Regions from separate parts of the Mus musculus genome. Here region 1 is linked to region 2. A link is a contact called in public Hi-C data. All regions are on one chromosome and are shown on one strand. Each heading gives the region's core, a stretch centred on a gene start, on an enhancer-like site or on the middle of the called end of the contact. The rest is flanking DNA. Distances are from core to core; before and after follow the strand shown. Region 1 overlaps Cdk14 (cyclin-dependent kinase 14). Region 2 overlaps Cdk14 (cyclin-dependent kinase 14).

Region 1 (6,224 bases), core at 1,329-3,828, 150 kb before region 2:
CTTTTCTTCTCACCAGTTATATCTTACCATATACTGCTGCTTCTGCTCAGTTCCTCTTATATTTTTCTCCTCATTTTTGTCTTTTCTCATGTGCTCAGCTTCTCATCTCTGTAATGCTTCTAACCTATTCTCCTTCTGTCTCCTAATGCCATCATTCCTAGTTTTTTGTACCTTTCAGGAGAATAGATCACACAATATTCCGAAAGTTCACAACAAGTTCAAACATAAATTTGAATCATATATTGAACAAAAAGTTGCAACAGAGATGTCTACCTGTGTTCCCCTGAAGAGTAGTTATATAACTAGATGTTCTGTTATTAGCTTCACGGGTTAATTGTGAGTCTAAAACTATAATTCTTATGTCTAATTTAACATTGGAGTTTTGTATAGATAATCCCGGTCAACATTTTTTCTCTTCTGTTCTTGCACCTACAATAAATCTTTGTTACTTTTACAACCTTTTGTTAATTGTTTTATGGCCCAAGTTGTAAATCTGTATCAATGCCTGCTTTCTATCGCAGCAGCACAATAACTCATAGCAAGTAAAGCCTGTCAGAGTTCTCATCGCAGTTTTAATATCACAGAGAGCCTTAATTGCAGTCCTTATTATAAAGGGCTCAGTAATTACTAGTATAAATTAAGGAATTCTTACAGCGTTAGGAATTAAGAAATCATCTATTTGTCTATATAGCATCACTACAGACAGAACACCTTCATTGATTGTCAGAAAATCTGCCCAGTAGAGTGGGCTCATTCTCAGGGATTGTCATATTGATTTAATAATGACAGGAAAGCATATCAATAAAAAGAATAAATCCTGAGATTAGTCTCTTAGGGCCTTGCCTCCAGAGCTCATTCACTGCAGTCTATGCAAAACAGTGTGTATCTCAGTAAAATCACCTGCTAGGCTTAGCCTTTCCTAGATGGCTCCTGACAATGACAGGTTAAAACCCTGACTGTGTTGGTGCCCTCAAAGGCGCTCAGTGCCTTGGCTGAAATCTGTTGGACTTCCTTTTTCTAGGCTCATTTTTTTTCCTTTTTAGTTTGTTTCCATTGTTCCTTTTATATAATTTTGTTCTAAATATACCTTCTTTCTGTATAATAAACATAGTGTTTTTCTACTTTTTGAAGTACCCATCCATTCAAGAAAACTACAAATACTAATTTATAAATAGATTATCAATAGACTGTTACCTTTCAAGTTACAGTTAATATATAGAGCTCTGATTTAAGGATCCAAATACATGACACATGGTACCAGAAAGTCTGAATATAGCAAAAATTTGGAGAAAAGGTAATTTAAAAAAACAATCAAGTAAAATATATCATTTCTTAAAGTTACTGAATTTATATCAGTTTTAAAAATTTAATTAAACACACACACACACACATACACACACACACATTTAATACCCTTACTGTGTTTTAACATGTTGCTAATGAATAAAATACTGAATAGGATTTGCCTAGTGTCAAATACTATTTTACTCTTCCTAGGAAGACTATATGTCTTTCACTATCTAACTTGTGCATGACATGTCCTCTGCTTAGCTAATGAATTCTGATCATTATCTGTTGCTTTGGTCTAACTTGGCCAGTTGCTAAGTGCTACGCATCACTCCTTGTCCATCAGCCCAGAGACTGCAGCACTACCACGTGTTGTGTTTGAAGACTTGTAATTCATGCTCACAGGCATGTTACCTTTGAGCGTTTATTCATGTACATTTTGCATATACTCTTATTATATGTTACCTGTAGTTTTAAATTGTTTTGAGCACACAGACATTGAAGACCAGAAATTATGATTATGAAGTGTCTACTCTACTTTTAAATGAACACATCCTCTACATTAACATAAAAAATCCCATACTCAACTTTGAAGTTGTTTCAATTTTGTATAAATATAAAATTCCTATTAAAATAAATCTGAGTCATCATAATTTCCAAATATTTTTATTAGTCACTTGTTTTTTCTCTTCTAAATTTCAGTAACTTCATTTTCTCGCTGGGGGCCATGTGTGTGTGTGTGTGTGTGTGTGTGTGTGTGTGTGTGTGGTCACTTGTTGCCAAATGTTTCTTATGCTCATCTCCTTGATAGAAATTATAACCAGTTTCAGATGGTGAGTTGATCATGTGCCAAGCCTACTAATTAGTTTGAAGTAAATATTGAGGGATATTTTACTCAAATTGTCCAGTATGACTGTACAAAGTTATTTATGGTATATTTGATTCATGTTTGAAATTGGCAGAGGCAAATTTTCCAATGTGTTCACCCTGGAATCAGGAAAGCACAGCTGAATTGTTCTGTAACCAAGCAGTGAGGTTTTATTTTTTTTTTTCTTGAAATCTTTTCAACAACCTCTCATTTGGCAAATTGTACGAGATCAACAGAAGGGAGGAGTATTAAATGTTCCACCTCACCGACTAGAGGTTGGCATTAGAGCTAAAAAGCATAATAGATTAGCCATGGCTGTTTATGCTTCTAAAAACCTGAAGGTTCACACTAAAGCAGCATCAAGTATTCCTGCTGAATATGTCAGATGCTGGGGAAGTTGTCGCTGCAAGTATTGTCCAAACTTTGAGGAAAAAAGGAAGCTGCTTTCTTTATAGGATTTCCTGTGATTTCACACACACCCTCAGCCCCGAGGAGAGATCATAGTGACAAAATAACAGAGAAGCAGAAGGGAGAAGCTGCCCTTTGTCTTTTTTTTTTTTGAATCACAAGCAGGACAATGATTTGCTTTTTGGATATACATGGGTCTGAATTTCTAATCCATTGAAAATTCTAGAAATACTAAGAATGCAAGAATTAAAGTGATTTCCTGCATGCTTTGTGAACCAGAGCCTTTTTTATGTTCACTGTAGAAAGAGCTACTGCTTTAAAGCAATACGTTTAAGTTTTTGAGAGATATGACACTGCCTCTGATCATCATATTCTGTAGATAAGGACTTGCACTTTTACACTCACAGAACTTGAGAAACCTGAAGTTCATTTGCCCCTAAATGTATTGAAATAATTTAAAAAGCAAACTCTGATTTGGAAAACAGACTTCTTGCTAGGTACCATGGCGAACATCTGTAAACCCACCCCTGAGAAGTCAGAGGTAGGAAGATCATTGTTTGAGGCCAGTCTGGATTGGATACTGAGTTCCAGGCTATCCTGGGCTATATAGTGCGACCCTGCTACAAACAAAGCAAAAAAACAAATACAAAAACAAACAAATGAAAAAACAAAATAACAACAACAACAACAACCCAACAACAACAAAAGGTGAGGGGAAAGATGAGAGGTCTTTACCTACACGTACTCACACGTACTCTAAATTGATCCCTCCTTTATGACCATAACACACATTTTTTAGACTTCAGTCCTTAAGTCTTGATGTCTTTCAGGCTTCAAAAGTCTTTCTCTAAACACATTACATTGTGGGAGAAAATGTATTTGTAACATAATGGATTTTTTTTTCCAGACATCTCTTGCGTTCATGAGACTTTTGATTAGTCCTATTTTGGAGTTTTGGCCTACAGGCTTCCTTCCTCTGGTGATGAGGAAGAATTCTATGGTATTTAGGAAAATTATATTAACACTGCTTCCAATATACCCTTCTCTGTCCTTTTTTTTCCTAAATGTGTTATTAGCAGGTCAAATATATGAATGGGATTATAAATGGTCCCTTTTTCTTAAAAAGAGGAAGAACACATTGGCATAAATTTAGCTCTCTTTGCTATTTTCTCATAATTGTTACCAAGTTTCTATGTAGTGAAGATGTTTTATTCATCTTATGAATTTTTAAATATTTCACTCCTTTAAGATTAATAAAGTGACACAGACTTTTCAGATGACTTGCCCAAGAAATGGATCAACAAAGTCTAATTTTCTCCTTCTCACGAGCTATTCAAAAATTAATATTTTTAAAATTAAGTATTATATGCTCTCAAAGTGCACCTCAGCACAACTAATTTTCTAAGACACTTATTTCTGTAACCAACTCCCTATAAAGGTTATCTTACCTAAACAGAGCAAGCTTATGAAGTAGCTCTTCTAGTCATCTTTGTAGCCAGCAAGTTATCCCATGCTTGTCATGGTAACTCAATACTGTTGCTTTAATACTTGGGAAGTTGTAGTTATCCTGGAGGTCCAAGCCAGCCTGACAACATCATGTCTCCCTACAGTCCTAAACAACAAGGAATCAAAACTGAACCAAAATTATTGTAGAATGGCCACTTTATTTACTACTGTTTTCCTGTCTAGTCTTGGTCTCTTCTCTACCTTTTGATCTCTCCCTGTTTCAAATTCCTTTGTTTTTGTTGTTGTTGTTGCTCTCTGTAATTTTAGGGTCTCCAATATTTCTAGCAGAGTGGCTTCAGAGTTCAGAGTTAAGATATTCTTAACTACTATTCTAGATTCTTTTTCTCTTTTGCATGTATACGTGTGTGTGTGTGTACATGTGCAATATATGTAGGCATGCATTTGGAGGCCAGAGGTTGAAATCTAGAGTCTCCCTTAGTTGTTCTATGCTTTCTTTACTAAGTCAGTGTCTCTTACCCCACACAGATGTGCCCAGTGCATCTAGTCTAGCCAGCCAGCTTGCTCTAGGATTCCGTCTCTGCTTCCCATATTGGTATTAGAGGTAGACTCACCCAAATTCTTCGTGTTGGTGCTGGTAATTTGAGTGTAGGTTCTCATGCTTCTCTGGCAAGCACTTTATCCATTGAACTATCTCCCTCCTTTAAGATAGCACTTGTATAGGAGCTGGCCAGACCGAGATATGTGGCTTAGAAAATGAACTATACTGCTGAGAACTTCCAGTATATAATTTTTAATTTAAAAAATATTAACTTTAGGGCACATCATGAGAAAAAGAAAAATTAAACAATTTTAACCTCCTTTTTTCAGATTCTTATGGGAAATCAATGTTTATTGAATATCCTTCTCATAAGGTGTTCTAATATTAATATGTTTTAAATGAAAAATTTTATACACTTGAATTTCACTCACCATAATTCATTTTCTAAGCCATGTGTCTTTGTGTGGCCAGCTCCCTTGCCTATATTCCATTCTCTTTATTTTTATGCTTTTACTTTTCCTTTAAAAAACTCAACCTTGTCTCAAAGTGCAATGTACATTTTTAAAAGGTTATTATGTGAAGCTGATGCCATTCCATTGTCTTATGTGGTCTAGTCCCCTGAATGGTTTGCTGTGTGATGCATGAAGCATAGGCAGTCGCCCTTTCGTGACTTGGCTTTGCAGAGCTCCTTCAGCACAGCTTCACCCCACTGCAAAGTACATTCTGTAGAATGTGTTGTAGACGTTTTCCACAGAATTCCTAAATTGTCACCTTTCGAAAAGGATGACTGTAGTTTGCCTTACACGTTTCCTAAGACTCCCGCCGATACAAATGCTTTTCACTTTGAGAGTTACCTTCAACAATTCTAAAACTACTAGAGACACAAACTATTGGAGCATGAACATCTGCCTTCCTTTTATGAGAGAAAAACGGCTTGCAGAGGTCTGCCTGCCTGCCTTTGTGAAGCTGTCTGATCTGTCTCTGTATGACGCTATTCCCAGAAGTCAAATAGCATTTTGTTTTAATGGAAGGGATATTTCAGGTTGCTGGTTGTATATGATGGGAATGCGGTTGGAAACATTTCCTGTTCACCCACCAGCCTCAGGCTGCTCGTGTATCTCGGGTTGAGAAATGACAGCTGAAAGCATTTAGGCAGAATCATGGGCAGCCACACATAGATTTATTATTACCAAAAAGGAGGAGAATAAGCTAAATGATTAAAAAGAAATGTATAATTCAATTAGAAGTATGCTGTTCCACCCTAGTTATTAAAGAAGAATTTTTATGTAGGATAATCTACTTGTGTCCTAATTATTTTTACCCTTCCCTAAGGAATATATGTGTGGTTTATTGAGAGAATTTCAAACTCTTCCTGTTTTGTTTAAATCAAGATAAAAATAAAATAGTCTAGAAACAGGCTTTGTAATATTTAAAGGGAGTTTGTATAGAAACAGTGAAATACTTGAGAATAATATCTTTGCTCGTGTCAGGGTAGAATAGATTGGAAGGCCATGCTGTCTCTTTTCATGTTGTGCCTTGTTATACCATCAGAAGCTCAATAATTCAGTTATGATTGGAACCTCGGAGGAAAGAGGTGGCACCTGTGAGCTACTTTACAATATTTGTTTTTGTTAAAGATGCTGGGGAATTATAATG
Region 2 (5,811 bases), core at 1,016-3,515:
GGCTCATGGGGCATGCTGTTCAGGGGAGGTGAAACATAGCATAAGATAGGGGCCCCGGCCGGAGCTTCTCTGGGTGAGAAACGGTGCAGGCTGGGGCCAGGCTGCAGTTCTCTAATGCATGGGTACTCAAATGCTGCTAGGAACTGCAAGTAGTTGAGAAAGAGGGGTGGGGGTAACCATGGGCCTGAGATGAGTGGGGTGGAGGAAATCCTGCTTAGCCCAGAGTGGGTGTCAGGAGTGCAGAGAGGCCTTCAGCAGGAGACTTAGCATGGCTCTGTATTGACTAAGACTTCCTCAATTGGTGGTCTTTGAGGAAGGAGAGTCCTTGCTTGTCCAAAGTGTTTATTCATGATAGAAAATGGATGTATACAACTTACTCAGAGTGGACCAGAGATTAAATACTTTTTGCTTCGTGCAAAAAGTATTTATTAGCTAAGCCCTCAAGTCCAAGCCATCTAAATACCTCATTAGTATGGAGAGCTCTGGGCTCTGCGCTACCTGACCAGTTGTCCTGGTCCTCTTAGTGGGATGTCTTGGTGGTCACTGTGTTCCAGGACAGGAATCCCGGTTCCTTCATCAACTTGACCTTACCAGTTTTTCTGCCTGGTGACACAGTTCCACCTGCCCCCACACTGCTGCTACTTGAAGGAATACATAGTGAGTAACCGAGCTCCTATCTAGTGCTCCTGTCCCCAGATCCTTTTGTTGGGTCCCTTGGAAGCTCTGCTGTGGTGCTCCAGTGGGCAGGCTGCATTTGTATGGAGATTATGCTCAACCCCCACCCCCACCCCCAGTGCAGAGCTGTCCCACTGGCTGCTGCCTGCACATCTCATTGCACATCTCATCCTGTCTGAGGCCCTGTTACAGTAACTCACTCACTCTGCAAAGCAGTCACTGAGACAACAGTGAAGCAGTGAGGGCATCCCGTTTAAGCAGACAGGCATTCAAAGCAACAGGGAAGAGAAAGATGGAGACACTGGAGAAGATGGAAACAAAATATTTTAAGTGAGCTGCTCTAGTTGGAGGACTCTGGTTCTACAAGACATTTTCTGAAATAATTTTTAAGTTGGTTGGTTGTGTTTCTCCTCGGGTTTTCTAACAGCTGTTTGGTCTCTCTTCTGCAAATCTTTTGTGGCCTCTGGACCCAGACTTAGGCAATCAATCAAATCTACAAGTCATTTATCAGAAGCCCCTGAGGGTGGGTTAGGTAGTTAGACTGGGGCAGTCAGAGGCCCCAGGCCTAGCATATTATCTGTGAGTTTAGGATAGTTGACATATCTTTGCTCTCCTTTGGGCCAGTTAAAGTGATTGTTTGGAGTGTGAATATCTCAGTAAATATTTTGGGGTGTGTGTGTGTGTGTGTGTGTGTACACAAGAGAGAGAGCATGTGCACACGCACAAGTGTGTGCAGTTTATGCATTGGTACACGTTCATGTGTGTACTTCGTTCATGTGTGTACGTGTACGTGTACGTGTGGAGGCCAGAGGACCTCAATTGTTATTCCTCAGGAATCTTCCACCTTGGAGTTTTGAGACATGGTCTGTCTCTGGAACTCAGGCAAACCAGACTGGCTGGCCAGCAAGCCCAAGGGATCTCGCCTCCTGTTCCTGCCTCCCTGGCACAGAGATTACAAACATGGAACTACCACATCTAACTGGGTTTTGGGATCTAACTCATGTCGTCATGTTCACATAGCGAGTACTTTGCTAACGGAGATATTTCCTCAGCTCTCTCCTTCATTTTGATCTGTTTGTGCATCTGTGTATATGCGCATGTACATGATTGCATGTATACATGTGTTCACATGGGCATAACAGACAAAGGTAGATGTTGACTGTCATTCCTCGGTCTCTACCTTGTAGGTGGAGACAGCGTCTCTCACTAAGACCGGAGCTCGCCAGCTCGCCTGTACAGCTCGCCTAGCAGTCCTCAGGGATTACGTGTCTCTGCCTTCCCAGCACATGCCAAGTCCCCATACTTGCATGGATATCTTCATAGTCTCCTTTGTCTTGTTGTTTTAATGGATATTTTCTCCATGCTTATAGAGGAGTCCGTGGTGTGGCCAGCTCTGCTGAGCCTCACCATTGCTATCTGATTCTGTACTGCGCAGTTTCCAGAAGCTGCACTTACTTCCTTACTCGGGTTCCTTTCCATCTAGACGTTGGCCATGGTGAAAACACTGCAAATATTTGGAAACATCCTCCCTTTCAATCCAGTGCAGCTGAGCCTCCAGCGAGTAATTCCAGCCCCTGTCTGAGGCCCGTGCTTAGGCAGCTTTTACTGCTCGGTCTCTAGGCTCCCCCTACTGGTCGTTTCTATGTAATGCTCTCTGCCTTTTCTTTCTTCAGTCATTTTCCTGTGCAGGATCTCCTACTGCCATATTCCTCACACCAGACACAGCCCAAGCTCTTCTTTGCTGTGTAACAGCATCACCAAAATCTTACCAAATCAATGCATGATTATTGCCTCAAAATTTCTGTGGGTTGGGAGTTTCCAGACTTGGACAAGATGTTTCCTCTGCTTCCTGATTTCACAAAGATACAATCAATGAATCTGCTAGGGCTTGCAAGTTTAACTAAGGTAACTGGATAAGGGTAGACATCCAAGTTCATGTGGTTGCTGGAAACAGTTTCCAGCTGGCTATTGGAGTGATGACTGGCTAGGCTTTTTGCTGGCTGTTGGCTTAGGTCAACCACAGCTTCTTGTCTCTAAATCTTCCGACCATAGCTGTTTGCTTCCAAAAAGCCAGTAAGCAAATAGGACTTTTAACCCAATGGGAGTTATCAACTGACCCAACAATTGAGATCTTACCTTCCTTGTATTCATTTGATTAGAAAAAGTCGCTGGCCACTCCCATGTTCAGTGTGGATACCAAGTGCAAGCATCAGGGGCTCAGCATGGGCTTTTGTTTTTAGTGTAGCTTATGTCTCTTTCCATCATGGAGCACTGAGTAGAGCATGAGGCCTGGCCTTTACGCGTATTGTCGCCAGCTTCCGCTGCACTGGGTGGACAGTTGTTTCTGCTTTGCTAAATATTAAGCACCCTCACCACTTTGGGGGGCATTTGTGATTTAAGCTAGGGTCTTGTGCATGCTGAGTGCATACTGCACACCCTGAGCTATATCCCCAGCCCACCAACCTCCTCTGCTCTGTTCATCTAAAAGTGTAAAACAGCTCTGTAGTGACATTTTTTGAGAATTCTGGGATTTTGGTTTCTTTTGAAAATACAGAAATATTATAAGAATGTGCTTTTGTTTTAATCCCTGGTGTAGGGGTGTGGGGCTGCTTCGTTATCCACAGCAGCTGACTATGACTTGCCCAGTGCGCTAACAGAAGTGTGGTCTTGACAACTGCAGATAATTTTCTGCAGTTGTGTAACCTTTGGAATTCTGGGAAGTTTCCAGAAGATGCATAGATGCTAGGCTCCCGAGATGCAGGGGAGGTGGTAGTTGGTCATTAAGGGAGGTTGGTTGAGGCTTGTTAGTAGCCATAGCCAAAGAAAAACCAAAGAAATAAGTTAGATGCAGGGCTTTCTTTTTATTCTATCCTTGTTTCTCTCCTATCTAGTATTAGGGAGTGAAACCGAGGGGATAAAGGGTGGAAAAAAGAAGAACCCACAAAGTAGCAAAGGCCAGCTACACAATTCCTCTATTTCCACGTCAAGTCACTGATGAAATGCTGAAGAGGGGGCTGGTGTGTATATATGGGTACACTTACACGATACATACCCGCCCAGACACATTTTCATATATGTGTGTGCTGAAAGGGAAAGAATGACAAAGGGGATTCCTGGAGACTTCCCGGTCCTCTGGGAGCCAGGAAGTTCAGCTCTTGAGACCAAGACCGTTGTCTTCCTTGCCAAGTGATCTGCTCTTGAACTGAGCCACTTTGTAGCTCAGCAGCCTTTCCCTGTGCTTCTCGGGGGCAGCAAGGTGCATCAGGGAATAACAACCAACTACGCTAAAGGTGACATACACTGCGCAAGTTACAGTGCAGCTCCTTGCCACTGCATTCAGAAAGAGGGCCCATTGCATTTGCAGTTTGTGTAAAATATAATCAATGAATTTCTCACGGGATGAACTTTGTCATGTTTAGAGTAATTTCATAGGAATTCTTGGCTTCACCTAGTCCCCTATGTAAAGGGACAGCCTTAGTGGTCCTGTCCTGCATTTCACGTGGCGATGACACTCAGGCGATGGAAGGTGGATGCTCTTTGTGGACAAGTGTGGACACGTACTAAACCTTCTTCCCTGGAGCCCTGTACGCAGCCTTTCTCTTCAGTCACCTGGCTGTCCGGTTTTTAGAAGGAAACGAGAGCATTCGTTTCTGTTCTTTAGGAGTACAGAGTTAAATAGCATGGGAAACACACACCTTGTACAGCCTTTATTTTGAAGGCGACTGAGTTCAGTCATGGGCTCCTCCTGATACCAGTTCAAGTCTATGTAGTTTATTCAATAGATATTTAGTGCCCACTTTATGCCGTAGACTTGATAGGCAAAAGAAATAGAAAGTAAAAGAGAAAACAAACAAAGAAATCAGAGTGCAAAGTAAACACTTGCTAAAATTTAATCTGTGGCAGTTGCTATGAAGCTGTGGTGTTGCGTATGACAGGAATCCTGCCCTGGTGCACAGGTCGTGGGACTTGACCTGAGAACAAGGTTTCAACACAGGACTGAAAAATTAATTAGCAGCTAATTACATGGAGAGGGCACAGATGTCCAGACTTCAGAACTGCATGTGGGAACATTGTGTGGCTAACGGGAGAATGTGCCAGATGCAGGCACTGAAGGACCAGTGGGAGAGTATGAAGGGACAAGAATGTGTAAACAATTAGATAAGCGGAGAAGGGGGTTCTGCAGGCCTCAGCCAGCAGCTTAAGTGTGTCAGGGGAGACGGGGTTTGGCCACAGTGTGAAGCTTTTGACTCACAGAGTAACAGTTGATCAAGTCTGATTTTCAAAAGACCAGTTAGGAGTGTGGATGTATAACTTGAAATAAGGTAAGGATGATGACACATAGGTTCCGGGGAGATCCTGGGCTTAGCGAGTAAGTGGGTGTCAAGAGAAGGAGAAAAATGAATATATTTAAGACCATACAGGGACACTAAAATCATAACGTATAATGAAAGTAACATTAATGTGATTGAGATGTGTATAAAAATAGCAAGCAAAGAAGTTTAAAACAGTGTAGAGACTCCTGTCCCATCTTTATATGCATTTGCTCTGCTCTGGGGGCAGTCCTGAGGAGTCCCCAGTCACCTCCTCTATGTGTGCAGGGTAGAACCAAATATGCTCCTTCCTAGCATTTTGTCCTGAAAGCCACCTACCCTGTAGTTCCTTTCTAGGGGTATCTCACTATTGATGGACTCAGTATTGCTCTCCCCTCCTCCACCAACACAGCCCCTCAATCAGCTTTTCTGTCTCTGTATCTGAGATCTCTGCTGTATGTAGCATGGCCTCTCTCAGTGGCTTAATATTTTCCTTTCAATAAACTCCTTTCAAGTAATTTTGCTTGTTCATATGACTTCAAAAAACCAGAGATCCCTTAAGCATTCCCATAATAGAAAACAAGGTAAAATGAAACCAATGAAAATACGTAAGGGGTACGTAATATTAAGTTTGATCTTACCCACCCCGGATCCTGAACCTAAGTCCTACTTCCCTTAAGGGAGTGAGAGCCGAGTGCCTGGGAGGTCGTAAAAACAAACACCCAGATGAGATGAAGCTTTTCTTCTTGATATTCTCAAAAGAATGGAAAGATAACCAAAGAAGGGACTAACGTTTTTATGAAGGTGATAGGTATCATGCCATGTT

What was found. Hi-C and Micro-C count contacts between places; a contact is called where the count stands out from the background.
Region 1: a Hi-C map of muscle stem cells shows a contact between it and region 2, with 2.4 times the contacts expected there. The contact joins two enhancer-like sites. A contact is called at or near these places in 2 of 39 promoter capture datasets (the 3T3-L1 cell line and liver), 7 of 484 Hi-C or Micro-C datasets (the AtT-20 cell line, the C2C12 cell line, the HL-1 cell line and 4 more) and 1 of 115 datasets of contacts at active chromatin or transcription factors (fibro-adipogenic progenitors).

What each region holds. Positions count from the first base shown.
Region 1 is chr5:5,111,650-5,117,873 of GRCm38.p6, reverse strand. All of the region lies in intron 6 of Cdk14 (cyclin-dependent kinase 14), which reads left to right. Among named protein-coding and RNA genes, the nearest start is that of Gm30151, 260 kb to the left of the region's middle. Within about 2 kb of position 2,578, at least 7 of the 459 cell types and tissues checked have an H3K27ac peak or open chromatin away from gene starts, as enhancers often do. A contact at or near this core is called in muscle stem cells, where this site is marked.
Region 2 is chr5:4,958,620-4,964,430 of GRCm38.p6, reverse strand. The region is part of intron 10 of Cdk14 (cyclin-dependent kinase 14); the gene reads left to right. Among named protein-coding and RNA genes, the nearest start is that of Fzd1, 200 kb to the right of the region's middle. Within about 2 kb of position 2,265, at least 38 of the 459 cell types and tissues checked have an H3K27ac peak or open chromatin away from gene starts, as enhancers often do. A contact at or near this core is called in muscle stem cells, where this site is marked.